2 separate regions of the Arachis hypogaea genome follow, and region 1 is linked to region 2. Evidence: chromatin contacts called from public Hi-C data. All regions are on one chromosome and are shown on one strand. The core of a region is the stretch at or near the end of the contact, and the rest is flanking DNA. Distances in the headings are between cores, read along the strand shown.

Region 1 (6,413 bases), core at 1,144-3,643, 490 kb before region 2:
CTTTGCTCTTACTATACAGATCATATTTGCTGCACAAAATTATGAGTAATGTAAGTAGCGGTCAAAGATGTGACCCTGAAAATATAGATTTAAGTTAGACAAGAGCTTACTTGAATACGTGTAGCCATTTTAAGTTTTCACGATCTTCATCATTCATGAGATGTGTATATGCACCTTCTCTGTGTAAAGCTGCAATAATATACATCATATAGGGTTATTGTATTTGCATAACAAAGAACACCTAGTCATTATAACACAAGATTTAGATAGAACAATAATATATATTTATATAGCACATAATGAAATTGCTTACGATAGAAAGAGTGATATCTAATAATGAACAATCCTGCTGAAGGCAGAGTAGTGCCATTTTCCTTAGCAACCTATATATTCAAAAATGTACTGTTTAGTAAAATCCTAATAAAGAAAAGAACAAGTTAATACATAAACATTATAAATCATGAATTCTATAAAGACTCACCAAATACATATAATCATCGTGTCCCCATGACATCATTACGTTATTGAGTCCACATTCTTTAGTGTAGATTCCATCCTTTGTGCCATATGCAGGATTTTTGATATCAGGGTTTTCCTTGAAATACTGCAGGAAGAAAGAAATTTATATCAACGATTAATTTAAGAGGAAAAAATAAAAGCAAAGGAAGAGTTCAGTTGAAATTTATGTTATAAAAAAAGAAATTGTTTACCTTGTGGTGAATGTTTGCTTCATCGAAGGCACAACCAACCGGAAATGTATCTCCTACAATGTATTTATAATCATTCAGTTGAAATATTGAAGAAAAGAAAAAATATTCATACAAGGTTTAAGCTAATTAAGGAAGAGTTCTCACCAACAACCGCCCATTGAGAAAGCTCACCAAATTGAGGAAGTAGAAGAATCTTTCCAAGATCTGAAATAAATCAAAAGAACCATTTGTTAATCCCAAATTTGTCTAAAATCTGCAGTTTCACTCATTAAACAAAAGTAGCAGTCTTGTTTTTCATGTATAATGGGGACCAAGATATCCAAGGTAGGTTTGACCATAATAGAGGAAAGAAGGATATGCATGAGTCGGCCAAAATTTTTAATTGCCCTGTTAACCAAGCTTACACAAAAGGAATATCCAAGTGTATGTACCATGAATGAGAGCAGTCAAATGTAACCAATCCTCATTAGGATAATCTTTTCTAATAGCTTCAGCAGATTGAAGTAAATGTTGAATTTGAGGTTCATCTAAATCAGGATCGCTTTCATCTACCACTTCATTAAGCAACTCACAACATTCCCATATGCCCATTTCAGCTTTGTCCAATTTTCCGTAGTGCTCCCTCATTTTCTTCACCTGCAAAAGCGTTTAACAAATGAAATCTTGGTCATCATTGATCATTCATGTGACAGAATAAACACATTTTTTTGGGAAAATATGAAGTTTGCTTACGAAGTCATATGTCTGGTTGATGTGTTGCAATTTATAGAATTCCTCCACACCCTTTTGCCTTTCACTTTCAGCATCATAATCCCTGCCAAATCATCCCCATTGGCTCGCCGCATTAGCGTTATTATTATAAACATAAGACACAAGAAAAGACGACTAGGTTGCAGTTATTTATGAGAATAAGATAAGATAAGGCATTGAAAACAAGATATAAAGGACAGATATATAAAATTTTCTATTTTTGTATTTTGTTTCGTGATAAACTAAAATAAATTATAAAAATTTAATTTATTTTCATTCAAAAAATTTGAGATAGAAAATATAATAATAAAAAATATAATTATAAAAAATTAACAAAAATAATAAAAAATAAAAAATAAATTATATTTTTATTAGTGTCCCTGGGAATAGAAAATAGAGTCGAAACCTGAAGGAATGGCCAAATGAATTCACTTCTGGGGTTGCGAATCCATTCTGAGACACCTCCTTTGGCATTGAAAATCCACCATCCAACACAAGCTCGTTGGTTTCGTTAGAGTCCACATTCTTCACGTCAAATTGTGAATCTGAAGAATATGCCACAATGTGATACTAGTCATGATTTTGATATGGAGCATTTGTGCTATACTATGAATCCGGAAAGTCAAAATCAAATAAATAAATAAGTGAGAAACGCAATCATATCATACCGAAGATAGGTTGCTCAATGAGAATAGTCATCTTGGATTGCAAAGAAGCAGCGTAACACACAAGAGATAACAGAAATAAAGCAAACAAGAAAGGAAGGAGAAAAAATCGAAATAAAATGTGGGTGTGGCAACAAGTTGAGAAGGGGGCTTATATAGTATAACAAAATGTCCTTGACGGAGAATTTGGAATCTCGGAGTCCTCAACTGAAAAATTTAAAACCGTACTTCTATCTTTAGCAACTTGTAATCAAATCAAATCAAATACAATCTTAAACTGCTGACGTTGACCATATTTTTCGCATTATAAAGTAATCCTATAATCCCTACGCGCCTACACCACTCTCCTTAGAATATCCTCTACACTAATAATAATAATAATAATAATAATAATAATAATAATAATAATAAATTTAATAACACTATTCATGCACCAAAATATTTAACACTCGTATAAAAATATTATTATTAGCAGTTAATTATATATTTAAATATTTTTAATTAAAAAATAAAAATATATATTAATTATTAAAAATAATTGATGTCAAAATAATATCTATTATAAAAAATGTATGTGCAGCGATATTGTTGAAAATTCTCACATGATTATTAGTGTACAAGAAAAAAAAATGATACTACACACTAGTACTTATTAATCAGTGCTAAGAGGAGTTAAATTCTTAAATTCCTAATGATTTATATCCGTTATTCTATATGTTAACATAAATATCCCAGCTTGGCCTTTTGTCAAACCCCAAAAAAAAAATTATATTCTAAATTTAATAAAAGATCAAACAATCACTTTTTTCCTTTTTTAATTTTTGTCTATTTGTCTAATTGTATCAAGTAAATACTTATCATATTTTCAAGATTTATCCATTTATGGTTAGAGGCTTAGAGCTGTTACTGTGCTGGCAAAGAAAAGGAATGATTTTATGGAATTTCGGTTTAATCCCAAAAAAGGGTTGTAAAGGAAATTTGTGATTGCTGGAGGAGTTGCCTATCCTAAATAAATAATCTTAAACTGAAGTGCATGAGTCAGCCTTACGTGCAAATCATATCTTCAAGTTGAGAAAGTTGCATTGTTTGGTCTGACGAAGCATCTACTCACAACAGACTCATCTTTTGACCTTTCCGCCCGTTTTTAAGTACCAAGTCTTGTTTCATTAAATATCATATCATAAAACTTATGAGTTATGAGCATTCCTTTATAACCATGTAAAAAGATTTTTTTTGGTGAGTTAAAAAAAATTTTGTAAGTTCTCTTTTTTTTTTTAATTTTTATAAAAAAATAAAAGTAATTTTATATTTAGATATTTTATATAAAAATTTATTTATTTATTAATTATGTTTGAGTATAACCATATAAAAGTATTTTTTTGTTTATTTATTAGGTGAAAAATATATTTTTTTAAAAAAAATTTTTTTTTTAAAATTATGTTAATTATAACTTGTCAAAAAATATATTTTTTATTTTTTTAGTATTTTTATTTTACTACTAAAAATTTAAATATGTTAAAAAAATATTTTTATCAACTTAATAACGCTCAAACAAACACATTATCAACCCCAAATCTTCTCGTGATGAAAATATATTAAGATCAATTTTTTATTTATTTTAGTATTCAAGAAAAAAAACCCAAAACTATGTTTTAATCTATTTGATGACATTTGGATCAATTACCCAAATACATATGTTAGATGTGGTCATGTGGATGCACTTAAAATATAAATAATATAAAAACATATATGATAAGATTTTTTTTAGTAATAAAAAACGTATTATTTTCAAAAAAAAAATTAAAGAGCACTGTTGTTGTTGTTGGAGAATAATAATAAAAGATTAGAGTAGTTGGAAATGTTTCTACGAATACACAATTAGCAGTACAAAGTTAAGAATACACTGTAGAAAGGAATAACGCTAAAAATAGTTGATGAATTTTTTTGGAATTTTTTCTTTTCTTTATTAGCTTGTGGTTGTTCTTGCTCTATCTATTGTATTGAACTCTCTTATTAAAAAGAATGCAATATACATCTAATTTTTAGAGTTTGGTAAATTTAAAAAAAAAAATTCGGTCTTGCGATTTTTTAGAATAAATTATTTTTTCGTTATTTATTTAAATGAAAAATTCCAAGGAAGCAGCTGTTAGCTGCCATGCATTGCAAACACGCTACCAATCTCATTCTGCATTTGGCTCCGTGAGTCATGAGGCATGACAATCTCTCTTAGATTTTAGATTATTTGTACAATTAAATTTCATGTACTAATTATTTTAAACAAAACATAATTTATTGACAGTACGCGGATAAGTTAACTATTAATTTCTTATAAATTATTTTTGAAAATTTAAATTATTAGAACAGAAAATATAAATAATTTTTGCCTAGGTACTAGTTATGGAAAATACAAAATGAGTGATAATTCTAACTGAATTTTTAATCTGGAATTGAGTCAGCATTTTTCCTTTCATGGATCTGAGAGTGAGACAGCGAAGAACCTGATAAATTAATATATGTGGACTGCGTTATATTCGACATTTTCGGTTAGGGAAAATTAAGTTCACATGTTAAATGCCACCAAAAGTAAAAAAGTACATATGTTATCCAAATTTTCAATAAGATCCACATGTTAAATAACACGCCTTGAACCATACCCAATAATATGAAGATACTGTGCTATAAAATGAAACGTGTACTATTAAGTGTATAATGTCGAGAGATATGATACGAGAAATGTTTTTCGCAGAATGGAATACGAATAAATTGAAGTTTTGGTAACATGATCCCTAATTCCCTATATATATTTTTTTCTCTTTTGTCCTTACTATCGAGTATGGACTCTCTATCCTCCCAAACTGTCCAATGATGTTTTGTTATCTCTGTCAGAAGGATTAAAAAAGGGTCCAAATTGTTCAACGAGCTCTTACCGAGCTCAACACACTTATACTTCATGCAAAGAGGCATATGAAAGTTACGTAGCTTTAAACAGATTCTTAGCAGCCACTGGGCACATAATATGTACTTCAAATTTTGGGCTCATCTTTGGAAGGAAGGTTACAAACACAAATTTAATGCAAAACATTCAGGCATGTGATTCCTTGGGGAAGTATTTTGGATTACATGGTAAGTGGAAAGTCAAAGTTGTCACTCTAGCCATGGATTTGAAAGCAAAATTTGTTAACTCCATAGGCAAATAGATGCTGATTAAAGTGATCTTGCAATCCACTGTTTCCTATGCCATGTCTATTTTGAGATTCCCTGAATGTGTTTTTGTTAAGGACATTTGCGCTAAACTACCCTGATAGCAAATAGAAGAGCAAGATGGGGAATGGATGTCAAGGAGTTTAGTTTCATCATATGAACTCTGCTCTGCTTGCATAAACAATCTCAAAGAATCCATAAGCAGATCTACTTGGTGTAGGACAATCAACTATATTACGTATATACCAAACTTAGCCACCAATGTAGAATATATATTGAAATACCAAATATACATTAAAAATAAGTTAAACTACATATGTATTTACATACAAACACATGATAACTAATTTGATGGCTGATTTTTGGTATGCATATATAGCATTTTTGTTGAACAAGCTAAAGGGCTGAGAATTGTAAAGACAGAAAATAAGGACTAGTAGCTTGGGAGAGATCACTGGCTCCCGGCACTTGATGAAACAAATTTGGGTCATTTTCGGATTAAGCATGTTTTTAGTCCCCATGAATATATTGTTTTGGAGCATATAAACTTGTAAGTGAATGTCAAATAATCCTCCTAATTCAAAATAGCATGTATTGTAGTTCACACAATCTTCCAGAACCATTCAATATATGCATGAATTTCGGATTAAAAGAAATTAAGACTCACCTGTATGCCCAATTTGTAACTTATTATGTCTCAAGAAAGTTGAAAATGCATTGCTCCTCTGTCATTGGACAAAGCCGGTGTTGTTTAGCTCCTCTGCTATTGCTCATGCGAGTTAAAGGAAAGGAACTATAAGCAAATAAGGGATCATCATTCATAGCTAACTTACTTTGGACTATATGCAATTGGAAAAGCTTCTTTTTGAAAATAGCTCCACAAGCACATGGTTCTTTCTATCTTTGCTGAATACCTTCCAATTTGGACTAATCAAACTGATACAGAATTATCGATGACTGTAATAGCAACAACATATCCACAATTGTCTGCAACATCATGGCCTATACTTCCACCAAATTGATAAATGGGGAGAGCAAACATAATTCCTGAGACTAGTACTGCATGGTAGTAATGGCACTAGCTTAA
Region 2 (5,772 bases), core at 2,727-5,226:
AATAAGTCATTATTATTTTGGATTTAGAATTAAATGAGAATAAACTCAGAGATAATATTTTATTTAATTTTAGGATTTAACGGGTGTCACACTCAAATATAAATAGTAACTTCTGAATTTTGGTCTCCAACACATGAAAGCCACATCTGTAACTCTTTTTCCATAAAAGGGATCGCGATTCAACTCTATCAGGGATACAGAAGGTTTTCAAAGAACAAAAAAATGGTCTGAATTTGCACGAATTTTAAATGTTCGAACTTACGATGTTATTTCAGTTGGTTATCATTACGAGAATGACTCTAATCTATACGTGTCTAAGGAGTAGAATAGATTAAATATTATTTAAGTAATTTATTTCTAATATTGATATTTGATTAAATTAGTTTTAGAGAAATTTAAATTGTTGACTCAATTTATATATTACGACTATTATTTTTGAATATATTATTTTTATATTTTTTAATATAATTTTTTTTCTTAGATATATGTATCACTTTTTTTTCTCATTTTATATTTTAGATTAATAATGTAATTATTAAAAAATGTATTTTAAAAAAATATTAAAATATCACTATTTAAAAAAAATAAAAAATTAAAACGTCACTATTAGAAAAAAAACAATGGAGTCGTGATTGAGGAATATATATATATATATATATATATATATATATATATAAAATAAAAATTTATTGCACAATTGTTGAATAAAAAATAATCATATATATAAAAGAAAATAATTATAACAAAAAATAATTAATATATATGATTTAAATGTTTTTAATAACCAGTAACTTGGAGTTTAACAAAATATAATTCATATATTTTTTTATTTATGTATATGTATATAATTATTTATGTATATGTATATATATTAAGAAAAACTACGGTAATATATATATATATATATATAATTATTTAATAAAATTAATATATACGTATATATAAATAAAAAAATTATTATAATTTTTGAAAATTACACGTGAACTCTTTTTTTTTCTCAAATAAATTTATTCTAATTATATTATAATTAGCTTATGAATAATGCATGATTATATTAATTTAAGAAAATATCTTCATTATAATTATATTAAATTAATATTTAATGCGTTATTAAACTACTTATCAATCATTGATATTTTTAATCATTTTAATTATATTAATTGATTTAGTTCTAATTCTCATTTAAGTGCAATAATTTTATTAGGAGATAATTAATGCATATATTAATAGTGACTCATTTAATTTGATAATAATAATAATAATAATTATTATTATTATTATTATTATTATTATTATTATATTTTAAAAAGGTAAAATATATTTTAAAAAAATTAAGGTATGAATAATCAATTGTGATTAATATCAATATCAATAACTAATTCTTATAATTATTTTTTGTGCTACTAAAAGTTACATATATAGTATTTTTTTTAGAATAAAAAAAGTTGTGATTCATAACATTTTCGTAAAACTATATCGTATGGACACAAGATTAATTAGGTAACAAATTGAATTTATTTTAATTAAATATATTTTATTTTCTACTCATATTTTTTCATTAATTATTTTACTTTTTATATTTACAGTAAATATTGAATATAAAAAAGAAAAAAAATAATATTGAATATTATCTATTTTATTTATTGAGAGTCATAATTAAATTTGATATAATTATAGCAAGTATCTAAAATTAATAATAACATGATACTATAATTTTAAGTTGTATAATATAATAAAAAATGTAGCAATTTATGTATGCTTCCTATATAGCAATAATATTATATATATTTGTATATCTCCTCTTTTAGCTCTTTCATATATATATATATATATATATATATATATATATATATATATATATATATATATATATATATATATATATATATATATATATAAATATAAGGATTAATAGTGAATTATTATAATTATTCATCATCTAGAAAATTCGTACCTCATAGATCTTCTTCTGTTTATTATTTTTCATACCTAAGGGCTACTAATTACAATTCTATCAACAGTATTACCTGTGGTAGATTATGTAATGAAAAAATTTGAAAAATAAATGTAAGAATTACAAGGTTATGGAAAATCCCATCTAAATTTGATAAAAACAAGACGACTTACGTAGAAATGATTCTCATGGATGATAAGGTAAGTTGATTATTTTCCATGATTCTTTCAAATGATGTTAGGTTCATTTTATAAATATTTTTGTTCATATTTTAAGTTTATTTGATAAGTAAACCCTTACAGGAATCAAAGACAGTGCAATTTTATAGATTTATAAGTGCTAATAATAGTCTTTATATTTAATTTATTTTATAATGTAATAATAGCTAATATATTTGTTGGTAAATTTGACTATTATTATATTATTTATGATCACATTCAGTATATATATCTAATTTATTAAAAAAAATAGATTATTAAAACTGATTAATAACTATTTTAGAATTAATCCAATTAACACTAGATTAAAAAAAATCAAATAATGCATAACATACTACTTTTTTATTAATCAAATTATTATAATTCAAATTAATTTTAAAAAATAATTTAAAATTATAATTTCAATCTTATCATGTGCATAACACGGATAATTACACTTTTATTATAACTATTTTTGAGAATTACATTGGACGGTTAATTGCTTTTTTTTTTTCCTGATAGAAAGGCCATAAAAGCACTATTTGAGTCCTCAATTTGAATTATTAAAGAATTCTTTAATTATATTATATCTCTATTGAGTATGATATATAGTTGATAAATTGAAAGAAATCAAAGCTAAACATTGGTTATGAGTAAAAGTAAGTGTGATTAGAAGGCTTGTGAAATTGGTATGATGAGGAGGGGCAGAGGAAATGAAAAGTGTACGGAGTAGCATCAAATTAAAGTGAATTAAACCCAAAGAAAAAGTATTGTAAGTAAGTAGCAAGCATGCCCTCGGTTGATGGAAACTGTTGGTTCTAAGCCAACAGGTTTTGGCTTTAAAAAGAAAAGATATTGTTCCAAATGAATTGAAATTATTAATGCCGCTTCAACTTCAACAACAACAGACAAGGATCATGGGGTTGTTGCACTTTGGTCTTTAGAGATAAGATGTTGATGGATTTGACTAATATACAAATACTAATACCATACAGTGCATCGCTTTAATGTAATCTAATCTAAGTCCATCCTAGATAACCTCTTGAAACTTGAAAGAGAATATTAATATACTATTATACGTCATTGACATTTTCCTAAAAGATGGAATAATCCCACCAAGATGTACCACTTTCTTGTGTCTTGGATTGGAGTGATGCCTCCATATCGATGTCTAAGATTCACTGTAGCACAATCCATCATATTTCCACTTTCTTAAATTAATTAATTAAGAAAAGAACATAGCAAAAGGTTTTGTTTAATCAAGTTATAAGTCACATCTCCTTCCTTTTACTATTCAATGAAGTGAGGGAATTCATCATGGAAAGAAAATGAATTTGTTAGGGATTTGGATATTATGAGGTGCTCAAAGTCGCACCCGGTGGTATGAAATGCTTGATGTTGTATACAAAGAGAGTGGTTCTTTCTCTTATCAGTTAATTTTTAAGGTGTAGTTTCTCATTTTTTTTTTTGTATCTATCTATAGATTATAGTTTCCTGTGTCTCTTGTTATTTTTTATTTTTTTCAAACCCTTGCTTCAGCAGTCAACTATCCTGTCTATCACATTTGTGTTGTTGTAGATGTTTGGGGCACCCAGTTATCATGGCCTATTGGGCTGGGCATGGTAGTGTGGCCCACTTTGGATGATGAATGAATCATGGTCCATTTGATATGGTGATGAGTATTAAGGACTATTCTTTTTGTGGCTCAAGCATGTGATGTAATGGCAAAGAGGTTTGCCTCAAATGAAGTCACATCAGGATCGAATTCTAATGTAGTTGTTAGGTTAGTGTGTGGGTGTATTGTATGACCAAAAAAAAAAAAAAAGGAAAAAAAGTACTATTCTTTTCTTTTTCTGTTAAATACTTACGTTTGATTGTACCTTGTGGTTGACCGGTTCTCACTTGAAAATTGAAAAAATGGGGTCTATTTAAATAGCTTCTAGTTGTGGTATGCCCTAACAAAAGACAGAGAGAGTGGCAATGGGAAGAAGTCCATGCTGTGACAAAGCTAACGTGAAAAGAGGGCCATGGTCTCATGAAGAAGATGAAATACTCAAAAGCTACCTCAACAAACATGGCTCTGCTGGTAACTGGATAGCCCTTCCTCTCAAAGCAGGTTTCAGATCTCATCTCTCATCTACCTCCTTGTGTTTGTTTGTTTGTTGCCTGTCATTGTCTCTTTCTATCTGACTAATGATGATCAAGGCCTTAAACGCTGCGGGAAAAGCTGTCGTCTGAGATGGCTCAACTATCTCAGGCCTCACATCAAGCATGGAGCTTTCACTGACGATGAAGACAAACTTATCTCCACCCTTTATGCTACCATTGGAAGCAGGTAGTAACAACCATCAACTACTTAACTTGGATCTTCTTCATTCATTTTATGTATTACGACGTTGTTTCTGTGTGTGTTAAGGTGGTCCCTTATAGCAGCTCAGCTACCTGGAAGAACTGATAATGATGTCAAAAATCACTGGAACACTAAGCTTAAGAAGAAGTTCTTCGCAGGAGGAATAAACACTGCCAATGCCACTACTGTCCTCAACACTGCTTCTTCAAAGTTCCCAACTTTCACTCCTCAAGTTGAAGCCTTTGATCATAATAACAACACCCCAACTACTTGTTTTGAGTCTGCTGTTTTGGATTTGTACCAAACACCATTCCCAGTTCCATCAAAAATGCTGCCTTTGGAATCAGACATTTCAGCTACTAATCCCTTGGTAATGAAAGAGAAAGATCATGTTGGTCATCAGTGGCTTGGTTATTATGCTGAAGAAGATGATTCCTTCTTGCTTGATATTGTGCAAAATGGATTTGCTTATTCTCAAGATAAAAACACCCAACTAGACCCATCATCGTCGTCGTCGTCGTCATATATCTAATCAATTATATTAATGATAGCAGGATGCAATGAAATGATATTTGAGTTCAATTAAGAGTTCTAGTATCCTTTTGCATATTATTAGTCGTGCTCTTTAATATTCATTCATTGTCACACGAAAGTTACACCGATATGCGGACGTTAAAGGATCCTGAAATTAAAGTGTCACGAAAGTTGCGTTGGCTGCTCAAATATACAATTTCCAACAATGCCAGGGTCCCCCCATCTGACAATTATTAACAGCTACCGTTTGTCTCTTTCTGGGGCACCATTAATAATAAATAGATCGAGGATGCATTATGATTATAGGACTGCTTCCTGAACCATAACCTTCACATATTATACAAATGAATCTCTAAGTATCAATCTATCACATCCTGTAAACAAGGGTTTAACGATCGTGTGTGCTAAAAGGATACGTTAAGATAAGGAAAAGTATAGGGTACCAACATATTATCTGCCAACTTATTACCAATAATGATTAATTATTATATTTTAAATACATATACAAAGAGACACATCTAAAAAATATATTTATAAAGACACTTCTATTAAACATAGCTATAAAAAAAACATTTTTATTAGACACATCCACAAAGACACTTCCATTAAATACTCTTATAAATAAAAGTTGGTAGATGTTGGCAGAAATGCTGTTGGTAACGTAGCGGGATCGGATAAGATAATAAATTAAAATTTTTTTTATTAAAAATATAAATATTTAAATTTTTAATACATTT

The links. Hi-C and Micro-C count contacts between places; a contact is called where the count stands out from the background.
Region 1: a contact with region 2 is called in a Hi-C map of an unstated tissue, with 4 times the contacts expected there. The contact joins the promoter of LOC112790684 here to the promoter of LOC112770815 in region 2. A contact is called at or near these places in 2 of 8 Hi-C or Micro-C datasets (leaf and an unstated tissue).

The regions. Positions count from the first base shown.
Region 1 is chr3:80,104,598-80,111,010 of arahy.Tifrunner.gnm2.J5K5, reverse strand. LOC112790684 (inositol oxygenase 2) reads right to left here and starts at 2,393. Exons shown (of 11, transcript XM_025833202.2): 1 at 2,129-2,393; 2 at 1,867-2,005; 3 at 1,443-1,524; 4 at 1,142-1,346; 5 at 855-914; 6 at 711-763; 7 at 482-604; 8 at 314-383; 9 at 111-189; 10 at 1-29. The coding sequence starts at 2,159.
Region 2 is chr3:79,619,176-79,624,947 of arahy.Tifrunner.gnm2.J5K5, reverse strand. It overlaps LOC112770815 (transcription factor RAX1-like), which reads left to right and starts at 3,976. Exons shown (of 3, transcript XM_025815228.3): 1 at 3,976-4,267; 2 at 4,357-4,486; 3 at 4,568-5,046. The coding sequence starts at 4,132. The coding sequence ends at 5,033.